Regions from separate parts of the Zea mays genome. Here region 2 is linked to region 1. A link is a contact called in public Hi-C data. All regions are on one chromosome and are shown on one strand. The core of a region is the stretch at or near the end of the contact, and the rest is flanking DNA. Distances in the headings are between cores, read along the strand shown. Region 1 holds the start of LOC103650138 (protein GFS12). Region 2 holds the start of LOC100282347 (craniofacial development protein 1).

Region 1 (6,323 bases), core at 2,488-4,987:
GCAGCAAATTCTCCCATAGCTTTGAGTGCCCCTTCACTTGCAAGCTTAGCAGCATACTTGATTCGCTCTCTAGATGTAGACAAAACTTGAAGTGGAGCAAGAAACATATATGCAGATCGAACTGATGGAGGAAAGTATGATGACTCCAAAAGGTGCTTTGCTGATGGCCTCCTGCAAGAGATCACCAAATCAGTATCAATAACAGTTATGTCTTGGAATTCCATCAAAACATCATCAAAGTGGTGGGATTTGATCATATGAACTATAAACATCAGACTTCGTTGCTGAAGTTACCTTTTCCATTCCCTCTGTATGCATGACTCAACAAGAAGTGTGACATGAGAAGGCAGGCCTTGAAGTGCTCCGGGCATTATCCCAATTTCTTTGTATGCAGATAGCAAGGCATTGTCAAAAAGTGGTTTTTGCACATAGATTTCTGCCAGAATGCACCCAATAGAAAATACATCATTTGCATGGCATTCGTTTTGTGAATTAGACTTTTTATTCCAGAGCAGCAGTTCTTGATAACCCATATGAGAATTATCATCAGACTCAAAGCATTCTAGAAAGGAACCAAGATCAAAGTTAGGTGCTGCTGGCAATGCATTGTCATGCTGCAATATCTGATCTGCATTTTGTTTCTTGGGATATTTGTTTGAAGAGAAACAAGTTGAAGGATCACCATCAGCATAATCATAGACTGGATTCAACTGGTATTCAAGCTCTGCAAACAGAGTTGCTTTCTCAAATTCCTCCAGACGGCCAATTTCTGAAACCATATTTGGAGATCCACAGCCATTTAACACTGCATCAGTTGTTGCACCGCTTCGTTTGCCACAGCATCTAGCACAAGAGTCCAAATTATTGTGGTAGACTGCATGAGGTGTGCTAACAAGGCGCTTAGGATGAGGCCTTGTAAAAAGCTGATGCCGGCCAATCGATTTTGGCCTAGATGGATCATTAGAGGGCAACATGACATTTTTTGCTTCAACAGATGCCTCTCCAGAAAGTTTATAGCCAAATGTTATGTCAATCCAGTGATGCAGTTGTTGTGAGACTCGGTCGCTCTCCAATGCATCCCTGTGAAGATAAATGAAATCTGCTGCAGATGTTGCCCAGGAAGGTAATGCCAAATCACTCATTTCAGAATGAAGAGAGGTGAAAATCTGAGGATCACTATAAAATTCAGGAATGCATTCATCTGGAGTCCATTGATAAAGCCTTTGCATACTAGACGGGTATTCATTCGGCTCATAGACGGAACGCACAGCTGATCTCAAGATGGTCTTAGGTAACCTCCTTGCTTTGTAACTGCAGACAGCTAGCTCTGAGAGACACTCATCAGAAACATGATGTGGAACTTCAGATGATGAATACGTAAAATCCAACTGCTCATCACCTTTTGCCAACCGCCATTTACTTTTGGTCAGGTCCCTCCAACCATTATCAGAACTTTCATCAGGTATCCCTGTAAAATCTATTACCCAAGGCATCACAGTGTGAAAACCTGGATCGCCCCATCTTCTACCAGCTAACTTGTTTAAGACAAGAAGGTACTCATAATTGCTCAGTTCACCTTTCCACCATTGCTTAAAGTGAGAATGCCAATCTAACGACGATTGCAGTTTGAAACCACTATAAATGGCTTTTGAGGAACAGTCCTCCATAAAACAACATGAATTAGGTGAACATTTATGATTGGCAACACCCCAACTGTGCTTTACAGGGCAGGTATCACTTATGCTCAGGTAAGGCCATAAGGAATCTGACATCAAGATCTTTGATGGCCTTAGGTTGCCATGATGAACTCCTAAATCATGAAGGTATGCCACAGCAGATATTATCTGGTAGACAAGAAATCTAATATGCCAATCTGAGCAGAATGCCTCTGGACTGTAGTGCATAATGTTTTCCAAGGTGTATGGGGCCTTTGGTTGTAACATGTAGCAACAATCGGATGTTTCTAGTATACCTAACACTGGTAAGATGTTGGGATGCCTCACACAGCCAGAAGAATGCAAGTCATCAAATGCTGAAAATCCAACGAAGCTGAGGAAATCTAAACCAGCAGATCCACTAATTTTGTTTTCAAATAGCAGATTTAACGAATTAATCACATACTCTTCACTTGATGAGGTCAGATAACCTGTAATAAGCTCTCTAACCTCTGAAGTGTGGCCTATGCTAAGATAGCAAGCAGGAGCTAATTTGGTAATCGTGCTTATGGCCAATGGTTGCTTACAAGGACCAGAGGAACTTTTGCAACCTTCAATGCATTCTATACAAGATGAGGAATCTGACTGCTCAGTATATTCATTATCACCATTGTATAAGGTTTGCTCTGCCTGGGGATCTTTATGAATGCAATTCTCCAAGGAACTGTTGTCACTGTATGGAACGAAAATGTGGAGAAATCCATACATGTTGACACATCAATTTTGGAGCCTTTGAAGATAATATAATCCTCAAGTAAGAGAGTTACCATTGTTGGCTATTAAAAGGCACTTTGCCACCACATAAGCCCACTAAAACAAAACTGGAGATATGCTGCCTGCAACATATACAACACCACTTCTGTGTAAGAGTTAGTGCAAAGATGTAGGCAAAGGAAGCCACATTAAATTGGAGAACGGGTAGATTCAAAAGAAGCACTGACTGCAACTAACAGTGATAAATACGAAGTGCATAGTGGCACAAATGGTTTACCAGTTTTCACTAAGGTTTTCTTTACGCATGAGTAATTGTTATATGAAAACTGAGAAATTATGTACATGTGACTAATTTGGCTGTTTTCTATGAATCAGAATTTCTGGCATACATTTGGTGACTATCAAACTGGGATGGCCCTACATGGCTGTAATTGTATTCCAAGGTCCAACTAAACAAGAGTTTGAAGCAGCATTGACAGGACAACTTGTAAATTGAACAGCTACAGTTCAGTTGGTGGTTTACAATTATATGGTTTGAAGCATAGAGCTCACTGTAGCTGAAGTTGCACTGAAGCACATTTCTGCTACTTGCCTGACTCAACAGTAGGAGTACGTCGTGACATTATAACAGTTAATCATCAGACATGGGTACATTTGAGCGGAACAATTTTGTCATAACGGCATCTACCCATTGCAATAGTATCTAGGTATCTCATGTAAATCAAGAATGTAAAGTCATACCTCCCAATACTTCCCTCGTCTCCATCAGATGCAATCTGCAGTGAAGAGGAAACCAGGATTAAGACAAAGGTACAACCAATAGCTCTCGTAAAGAAAGCAAGGGTTTATGCAGAGGAATGGAAGCTCAATAAACTCTGCTTCCAATCGCGTTTGAACGGACGAGAAAGCTAGGAGCCTAGGAACAATTTTGAGAGCACATGCCGACCAGAGCGCCCAGAGATAAAGAGGTGGGAGTCGACGCGGACCTGAACGACGGCGGAGGCGGCGAAGGGGAGCGGTGAGTCGGAGAGGCCGTAGACGAAGGAGAGGCCGGAGCCGGCGAGGTCACGTAGGACAAGGCGTCTCAGGCAGTCCGGACACGCCGCAGAGCCCCCCTCCGGCGAGCAGCCCATCGCCGGTGCCCGGTGGCCAGACTGGATCGGAGGAGCCGGCGCCAACCCGTGCAACTGCAACGAAACAAAGAGTCTTTTTCCGAGCTATTAAAAAATTTGAGGGATCAGTTTCAGTACCATTTGATCGGAACTTTTTAATTCTTGCACTCTATACCACTTCTATACCTTAGAGGAGTTAGAGCTGCCAGTGTTTAAACTGTCTTAGAAAAAGTTTAAATACTGTCCGTTAGATCTATTATTTTTTCAGCGTTTTTAACAATTTTAAATAGAAAACTCAAAACTAGAACTAGAAAGTTGTAAATGTCGTCGCAATCTATAGTTTTTATATAAGAAATATTTTTATTTGACTACGTAAAAATATATATGATTTTTCTAAGGTGGTAAACGTATAAAAAAATTCTACATAGTCAAAATAAAGATATTTTTATAAAATTATAGATCACGATAAATCTAGAACCTTTTAATTTTATGTTTTTATTTAAAATTATTAAAAACACTCAGTAATGCACATTCATATATGATGGTATTTTGGTTTTTTTTTTTGTCGTAGTTCAACCCTAATATGGGTGGGCATTCGGGGTTTTTTAAACATCTGTTTGGATTTTTTTAAAAAAAACTTTAATTTTATAGGCATTAAAAACCGATCGGTTTACTAGAAAATAAAAAAGGCGAGAAGTTTGATTTCGTTTTTTACTTTGATTTTTTTTGGTAAAAATGAACATCAAACTTGGTTAGAAAACAACACATACAGCAAACATAATTTTTAAAAACATTGTATAAGTATAAGGATTTAGATATATGAAAGTAATCTAGAGGAGGGTGAATAGGCTACATGTGAAATTTATCACCAAAAACTTCGAGATATAGTCAAATTCTAAGTTGCGCTGGTGCAACCCAGTTCAGCTGGTATAAATCATGGCTGCTTAGATTAGATTAATAACAAACGCATAACACGGAGTATAATGAGAGTTTCTAATGAAATTGTTTGCGACATTTCCGATCCTGTTTTGTAAATAAACCCTGTTGTGATTTTTTTGAAATAAAGGGAAAGTTGGCTTACTATTTTCCGTTTTGGCGGACGATGTTTGTTCGTGTTGGAATCTACCTCTTGAGCCCTTTCTCGCATGAGTTCGATTATGGAGTCTGCCCGGGGATTATAGTTTGTGCCTTCTTGATGTCTCTGCCTCCATGCGTAAGACCGTGGATCCTCATGTCCTCACCGGGGTGTGGTAACAGCTTTAGTCACTGGTATATCTGGAGAGTTTGCCTGCTGCAGCTTAGGGCCCATTCATGAGCGATTTCAACGCTGCTGTGAACATCACATTGGGGGTTGGCATGAAGGGAATAACTACGCATTTGTAATCCCACGATTCGCTTGTGTTCATAACTTTGCGCGCGACTAGGCTATGACGCGTATGGGTTCTGAGCCCCCTGACCCTGCCTCTCTGAGATCTCTAAGGGTCAGGGGTGCTATTCGTGCAACTTTTGTCCGTCCACCATACCCGTGTGGGGCGAGCCCCAAGCCACTACTCGATGTAGAGGACTGTCTCAGGGGCTTGCCTTGTCTTTTTTGTATTACTCTCCCCACGCATCCCCTTCGCGAGTATAAGGGGAGGTGAGCCGTACCACACTTTCCTCGATGGGCTAGCAATGGCGCTCGGTGAGTTACAAGCGGGTAATCCAAGTGAGGCCCTGGCTCCTTTAGCAGTGTCGATCCCGTTCGACTGGGACCGATGGCTCGCTGCCTCTCTTCGTGATAAATCATGAGTCAGACCTTCCCAAGACTCAAACACGAGCTGGTGACGCCCTTAACGCTTCGTGCGTCAGGGTACTGGTCGCTAGTGTGCCCGTCTCTAGCTGTCCCTTACTATATTTTTTGCTGGAGTGGTCGTGAGCCCTTCGCAGACTGGCCTTCGAACTCCAGAATTCAATGTTGTTTTGCCATGAGTTTTTTTCTCTTTGGCCCCTATGAAAGGAATTCCGAACGAGTTTGGGTCCTTTCCAAAAAGCAATCCCTAGCCGTTTCGGGACAGGTTTAGGATCTTACCGGAAAGTGTCCCTTGTCGTTCATCTAGTTCGTTAAGTTGAGGTATTATTCAAAGGGCGGTCTAGTCGGTTCTGGCTCCCTCGAATTTTGCAGAATCTTACATCAATCGGACAGATGACAAAGAAGAAAGAGGTATCAGCGTTGCCTTGCTTAGGCATAAAAGTTTACTGGAAGGACAAGATTTGTTTAGCGAGAGAGGAGGCTAGTAGTTTTGCACTGCTCTGCCTATTACTCCCCCTGGTACCCGAGCTCTCAATTGAGGTCGAGGGCAGGTAGGTTTGGGGAACGTTGGAGTCTTGATATGAGTAGAACCATTGTAGTTGCTAGATGTTTCATGCATTCGCGAGCATCCTCCCCTTCTTGTCATTCAACTTGTAGGTGCCCAGTCAAAGTACCTCTCCGATCACGAACGGTCCATCCCATGGTGGGGATAGTTTTTGTTGATCTTTGTTGGTCTAGACCTGTCGTAAGTCTAAGTCTCCTACTTGCAGGGTTCTTTTTCGAACGCGGTGGCCATGATACCTTCGTAGCGCCTGCTAGCACCTTACTGATCGTAAAAGCACCACATCACGGGCTTCATCGAGTTGGTCCATCGCGTCCTCTAAGCTTGACTCGTTTTGTTTAGTTGCGTACCGTTTTACCCTTGGGGCGCTATTATCAAGGTCGGTGGGGAGCACCGCTTCATCTCCATAAACCATAAAGTAGGGTGTATAC
Region 2 (6,323 bases), core at 1,212-3,711, 190 kb after region 1:
CGGCAACAAATGGGTTTCCCTAACCATATTTTGGTATGCCGATGGACTCATATCCAGGACAACCGTCACCACCATCTTCGGTAAATGGTGAGTCAACTCTGAGCACGGCCGGACCGTCCGCACACAACCGTGGACTGTCCAGCCCTCCGTCAAACCGTCTGGCACCCTATGCCGGACAGTCCGAAGTTACACAGAGCCCACCACAAGGGTCACAGTTGTTGCCTGACGTGACCGGACAGTCCGGGGATAGTACCGGACCGTCCGATCCACTCGCAGACCGTCCGACTGCGCAGGTCGGACCGTCCGGAATACCAGAGGTCACCTGTGATCCGCCTAGTGCAGAAGGCCGGCATAAATATAACCAACCACCCAAGCCCCAAGAACCAAAAAAGTCACATGTCCCTGAGCTTGTTTGGCCCACTAAGGCCAAACCTTCTGTTCGCTCTCACCCGCACTCGACACAAAGGAAAAAGTTAAGTTCACATTTAATATTACTAAGTGTGATAAAATATTTGATGAGTTTCTTAAACATGGTAATATTAAATTGTCACATGTAATTCCTCCGGTTGAACAATTAAAAGGGTGCGTGTATTGCAAAATGCATGGTTCCTTTCTCCATAACACCAATGATTGTGTCGTCTTCCGTCGGCAAATACAATCGTCTATAAACAAAGGCTGGTTGAGGTTTCAAAAAGAGGTGAAAATTGACAGGCCACCTGTCCTTGTCACCACATTAGAGCCGACGAGCAAAAAGGCCATAATTCGGCCTTGTGCGACCGATAAAAGCAAAGATAAAAATATCGTCATTGGTGATCCCCGCACACCAAATATGTCACGCAGAATGGTTACTCGAAAGGCTCCGGACAAAAGAAAGACCGAAGGCACCGGGGGGCAAGCACGATCGAACACCCGATCATGATCACCTATCCTGCGTACGCCGGACGGTCCGGGTACTAAGGCCGAACAGTCTGGAGACAGGAGCAGACGGTCCGGCTATAATGGTCGGACGGTTCGCAAACGGTCAGAAGCAGCAACCTCAGACCATCGGACCACAACGTTCCAAAACAAGTGTTAGGAAACAAAACACTACTAAGACGTCTGGACGACTCAGTAGAGTCGGCTCTACTTTTGATCAGTTGCTTACCAAATATATGAAGATGGTCGTTCCACACAACCGGCCAATAAAACAAACAAAGTCAAAAGGGCGATCTGCGCGAAAACAAAAGCCGACTAAACCGACCCAAAAGGTAGCACAACCAAGATCGCCTTGTCATCCTCCTCCAGGGATAGCGCGGTGCTTTCCGGTCTATCCATCGTCGATGTGTTGTCCTACTCATGCGTGGGGTGGTACGACGATGAATCCGTATTACTGGCTCAATTCATTTGCTTATTTGGGCTGGGGGCACCACAGGTTTTTGCCTATTGAAAGGATGATCAGGCAGACATGGCCGAAGAGGATGCAATCCGAAACGGCCTCTGTGCATTAAAGTTCCATCAAGTATTTATATTATCTGATCGCAAGAGCCGATGACTTGCATCGAGCTGAGTCCTTACTTCGGGGACAAAGTAGTTCATGAGGTCAATTGTTTCCGAAGTTTTCGCTGGTGCTTTTGGTTCGCCAAGCTCCACCAAAAGGAAGGGGGGCATATGTTGAACACCAAAATGAGCGGACGGTCCGACCCTTAGACCTAGACAGTCCGTGTGCCCCGAGATTAGATTAACTCAGGTGTTTATCCTTATCTCGTGTGTGGTTATCCATCTAATCACGTGGGAGTTGTTGGCTATCTCTTAGGAACAGGTCCAGACCTCCTCCCCTATAAATATAAAGGGGTACGGCCGATTGAGAACCCCTGAACACATTCCAATCGAATCAATTACTTTATTTACCTTTCCTGCCCTAGGAGTAGATGTAGCGTAGTTTTAGTTATAGTCTACCGCATATCCACCTCCACCCCTATTCGACTCTATGTCGTCTAGATCCATCTTGGGTGGTCTGCCGACCCTAAGACGACCCTAGGATCTTACCCCTTCCGGGGGGCAAGATCTAGTTGTACACCCAAGGTCATTTCCTCGAATTGATCTCTTAATTCCTATGCAGCTCCACGTTGTCTAGGGACGCCCCGGGTGACCTATCGACCCGAAGAGCCCTAAGATCTCTCCCTCAGGTGCGAGATCTAGATTCCAGCAAGGAGGAAGACGACCCTGCGCCATCGCGGACCGTCCGGCTCTATGCGCGGACCGTCCGGTGCAACGCAGGGAAGGTGTCGCTCCTGCGCCCAGGTCGCGGACCGTCCGCGCCGCCGCGGAGGCACCGCCAGGCGGTATACCGCTAGTGATTGGTGCTGCCCAAAAAAAACACCAACACCGTGTCTAGACCGTATTTTTTTCTGCTTCGGACCGACCCATCAGACCTGATCCAAATGTACACCTATACCACCGGGTGTAAAAACCGCTGGAATCGGTCAGAACCCGACCCGCTGCCAAGCCTAGTTCTTTCCTCTCCTCTCTTTTTCAGCCCCCGGAGCCGCCTGCGTCACCACATCGTCATCGTGCGTGTAGGAGTGTCCTCCAGATCCAGAGCCGGCGCGCCGCCCCTGCCTCTCCTGGCCTCTCCGCCCTCCGAGCGCGCGCCGACGCCGCCCCTAGCGCCGCCCGTAGCTCTAGCGTCGACGCCCTGCCGACGCCCAGAAAGCGTCCCGGCCTTCACGTAAGTTGCAGACTGCTTGCTCTTGGTCTGGTTCTCCTAGGCATTGCCAGTGAGCAGACGTTCGTGTAAAGAGCAGTAGCTGGAAGTCCCGAGTCTCGAGTGGAGGCGGATCCAAAGCCAAAGCCAAAGCCAACAACCGCCGCTGGGACGCGAGGGATCGATTCGGAGATGGCGTCAACTAGCTCCGCCGGGGACGTGGGAGACTCAGGTACTAATTCCCAAACAAATCCTGGATACACGGAATGCTTTGCATGGTTTTGCATTGATGGGATTGGAATCCTCGCTGAAAAAAATGCAAAGGGAGATTACAAGCTAGATGGTGCGTTCCTTGTGGGATTTGCGCGTCCAAATCTGTGTCTTCAGTGCAGAGATCGTCCTCCCTGTAATTCGTTCGTAACATTATATGTCTGCAGGGTATTCTAGTCCTGTACGGCTCTTGATAAAGTTACTGTTCATTACTTGCCTTTTCTTGTGAGGTCGCATTACGATTAAATTTCAAGCTTTGTCATTAGTTTCTTTACAGCTCAGGCTAGCTACCAGTGTCCTATGCATGTGAGTGATCCTGACATTCATACTTCAACTCTGACACAAACAGAGGACTGTTTATAGGATACTTCTGCAGATTTATCTTTTCAGATGTGATGTCTAATTTTGATGCAAGTCTCATAAGTAGGATGAGATAACAGCTTGAAATGTATAAACAAGTTCCTGACCCTTTGGTATGTGGGATACATAGAATTATAGAAAGATGGGTTATGTTGGAACATGCAGTTCATTTCTTGTTATGTCCCTTGAGAACATGTTTGTAAGGGTTCTGTATCTTTTGATACTTTGGTTTAGAATAGTTATCTTTTTTAGATGTCTACCTCTTTAAATGGGTAATATATGGCACAACAGTTGGCACTAGTAACTTTCATGCCTTCCTCACAAATGGAGGGAGTGAACCATTGTGTATCAGCACAAGACTAAGAAACAGCACATGACTCCCTTTTTTAGGATATGAAAACCACAGAAAAGATTTGATCATACAACTTCCAGTAGAATCGGTTTGACTTCCGAGTTACTTTAATGTGATGACCTTTTTATATAGTGCACTTTTGCTACTCATGAAAACGAAGGCAATGTGTTGGACTAGCGTGTTTGATATAGTTTGTGGATACATTTTTTTGTTCTCTTCTTTATAATCTTTTATTAAGTCAAACAATATGTCTGTTTATAGTCACTATTCATGAAATGCATGCATGGTATTTTAGAATGCACAACAACTGTTTCTTGCTAAAACACAACTAATGTCTGATCAGAACAGAACCCCATAATTGTTTCTCATTCTTTTTTCAGTTAGGGGCTCTGTGGATGTAATTTTTCTGCTATGTGTTTTGATCCAGGGTCAAAAGGTGCGGTTGCAGATAAAACACTTACTGCTTCTGCAAACACTAGTAGCTCACATCAAGAATCTCATGATGTTGGTATGTATAGTGTTTGCTCCACCAGGCTTTGAGTTGCTCCTCTGTGTTCCAAAATAATGTTGTGCTTTTGTGCTTATTTTTTTAGAAACAAGCCTTTTAGATATTTGGGTCAACAAATTTGTGATGCATATGTATAGGCTATGGACCATATTCTTACTGCAATGTGTTCCCATTCATGATTGATGGATGCTTCTTGCTTGCAAAGTTCAGCACACCGTGGCCTCTTGATGACTTCTGTTCTTTTCACCAGATGTTATGAATTATTCTTTTTTTTTCTCGAACATGTAGGAGAGCTGCACATCATTATATTAAGAATAGAAAAAAGGTCCCGACATGGACCAGTACAGAACAAAAGGCCGTTCAAGGCGGTCAGAAATGAAAATACACAAAAATATCCATATCAGTTATAACAAACTTCTACTGCTAGGCCCCCACTAGATCCCTGGAATGGGTGCTGTAAGAAGATCCAGATGCTTGGCTCCAGCAATCTCCCATAACTCTCTTTCTTCTTAAGCACTTCTGAGCTGCCTCCAGGTTGGGTGTAATTCTGTCAAAAACACATCCATTTCTATGATTCCAGAGGGTCCAAAACCCAAGGGTTATTATTAAAGAATTAAATCCCTTCATGGCAATCCCTTGCAGCTGTTGACTAGTTCTTCTCCACCATTGCATAGCACTCTCTTCCCCCTGTTGGGGTACAAACCCTTGCAAATTGACTTGTCTAAGAAGCTGAAACCAAAAATTCCTAGCAAAGACACGGCCCACCAATAGATGTTCTATATTTTCAGGCTCTTGGTCACACAGGGGACATTTATCAGGATGGCTTAGACCACGTTTCTCCAGACGATCTGCTGTCCAACACCTTAAATCAGCTAACCATGAAAGAATTTACATTTAGGAGGTGACCAGGTCCTCCAGATTCTTTCTCAGTGTTCAGATCGGGTCGACCCAATGAAGAGACCATCATAGGCTACTTTGGTTGAGTATTTTCCATTAGTAGCAAACCTAAATATATGCTTGTCTTCTATGCCTGGTTGTAGCTGGATTGTTTGAAGTGCATCCCAGAGATCAAGGAAATCAGCCAACAGTCAAGGCCCCTTTAATATATGTCAACCATTTTCTATCTATTAAAACGCGAAAGGGCCTCTAGCGTAATGGTTAAGGCTTCCGAGTAGCACCTCTAGGTCCTGGGTTCGACCCCCCTCGGGGGCGAATTTTGGGCTTGGTTAAAAAAAATCCCCTCGCTATGCCTCGCCCGCTCTCAGAGATCGATATCCTGCGCGCCACCCTCTGGCTGGGCCGTTGCAGAGTGGGCAGTTGATCGGCCCGTTAGTGATGGGGGCCAGGGTTCGGGGGTTTTCTCGGTCGGGACCGTGTTTGGGTCTCTTCTTAATATAATACCGGGAGGGCGGTCTTTTCCTCCCCGGCCAAGTTTTTTTCTATCTATTAAAGCCTCATGCACAGATCTGCTGTTCTTAATCTTCTTTGGTACAGCTGCCATCGATCTAGGAGCAATGTCTTCAATTTTCTTTACATGAATCCAAAGATCTTGCCAAAATAAGGTTGAAGATCCACTCCCAATCTCAGTGAGCATGGCAGCGGAGAAGAAGGCCATCATCTTTTTTGAAAATTGCATAGGTAGCGAGGACCATGGTTTATCAGGTTCAGTTTTACCGAGCCATAGCCATCTCAATCTCAAAGCCCATCCCAAATCTTTGAGACTTGAAATACCAAGGCCGCCAAGCTCAAGAGGTCTACAAACTCTGCCCCAAGCCACTAAACAATGCCCTCCTCTTGCATCTTTGCTTCCACGCCAAAGAAAGCCTTTTCTGATCTTGTCAATAGCCTTGAGAGCTCCTGGGGGTAATTCTACTGCCATGGCAAAATAGATGATCATGTCTGTCATCACATACTGCACCTGTACTCTTCTCCCAGCCCTAGACATTAGATCGGCTTTCCAGCCAGATAATTGGTCAGCCACTCTGTCAATAATGGGTTGCACCTAGGTTCTGGAGAGTTTTTTTAATGACAGAGGAAGTCCGAGATATTTACAGGGAAAGGATGAGAACTCACATGGAAGCTGTCTATGTAGTGTTATCAATTCCTCCTCACCACATCATATAGGATAAACACTACTCTTCTGAATATTA

Evidence for each region. Hi-C and Micro-C count contacts between places; a contact is called where the count stands out from the background.
Region 2: a Hi-C map of tassel shows a contact between it and region 1, with 5 times the contacts expected there. The contact joins the promoter of LOC100282347 here to the promoter of LOC103650138 in region 1. A contact is called at or near these places in 8 of 25 Hi-C or Micro-C datasets (bundle sheath, ear, endosperm and 3 more) and 1 of 3 datasets of contacts at active chromatin or transcription factors (leaf).

What each region holds. Positions count from the first base shown.
Region 1 is chr3:60,169,043-60,175,365 of Zm-B73-REFERENCE-NAM-5.0, forward strand. It overlaps LOC103650138 (protein GFS12), which reads right to left and starts at 3,738. Exons shown (of 18, transcript XM_020550219.2): 1 at 3,416-3,738; 2 at 3,171-3,205; 3 at 2,483-2,551; 4 at 295-2,388; 5 at 1-171. The coding sequence starts at 3,562.
Region 2 is chr3:60,358,441-60,364,763 of Zm-B73-REFERENCE-NAM-5.0, forward strand. It overlaps LOC100282347 (craniofacial development protein 1), which reads left to right and starts at 2,462. Exons shown (of 6, transcript NM_001155259.1): 1 at 2,462-2,707; 2 at 2,784-2,915; 3 at 4,093-4,173. The coding sequence starts at 2,876.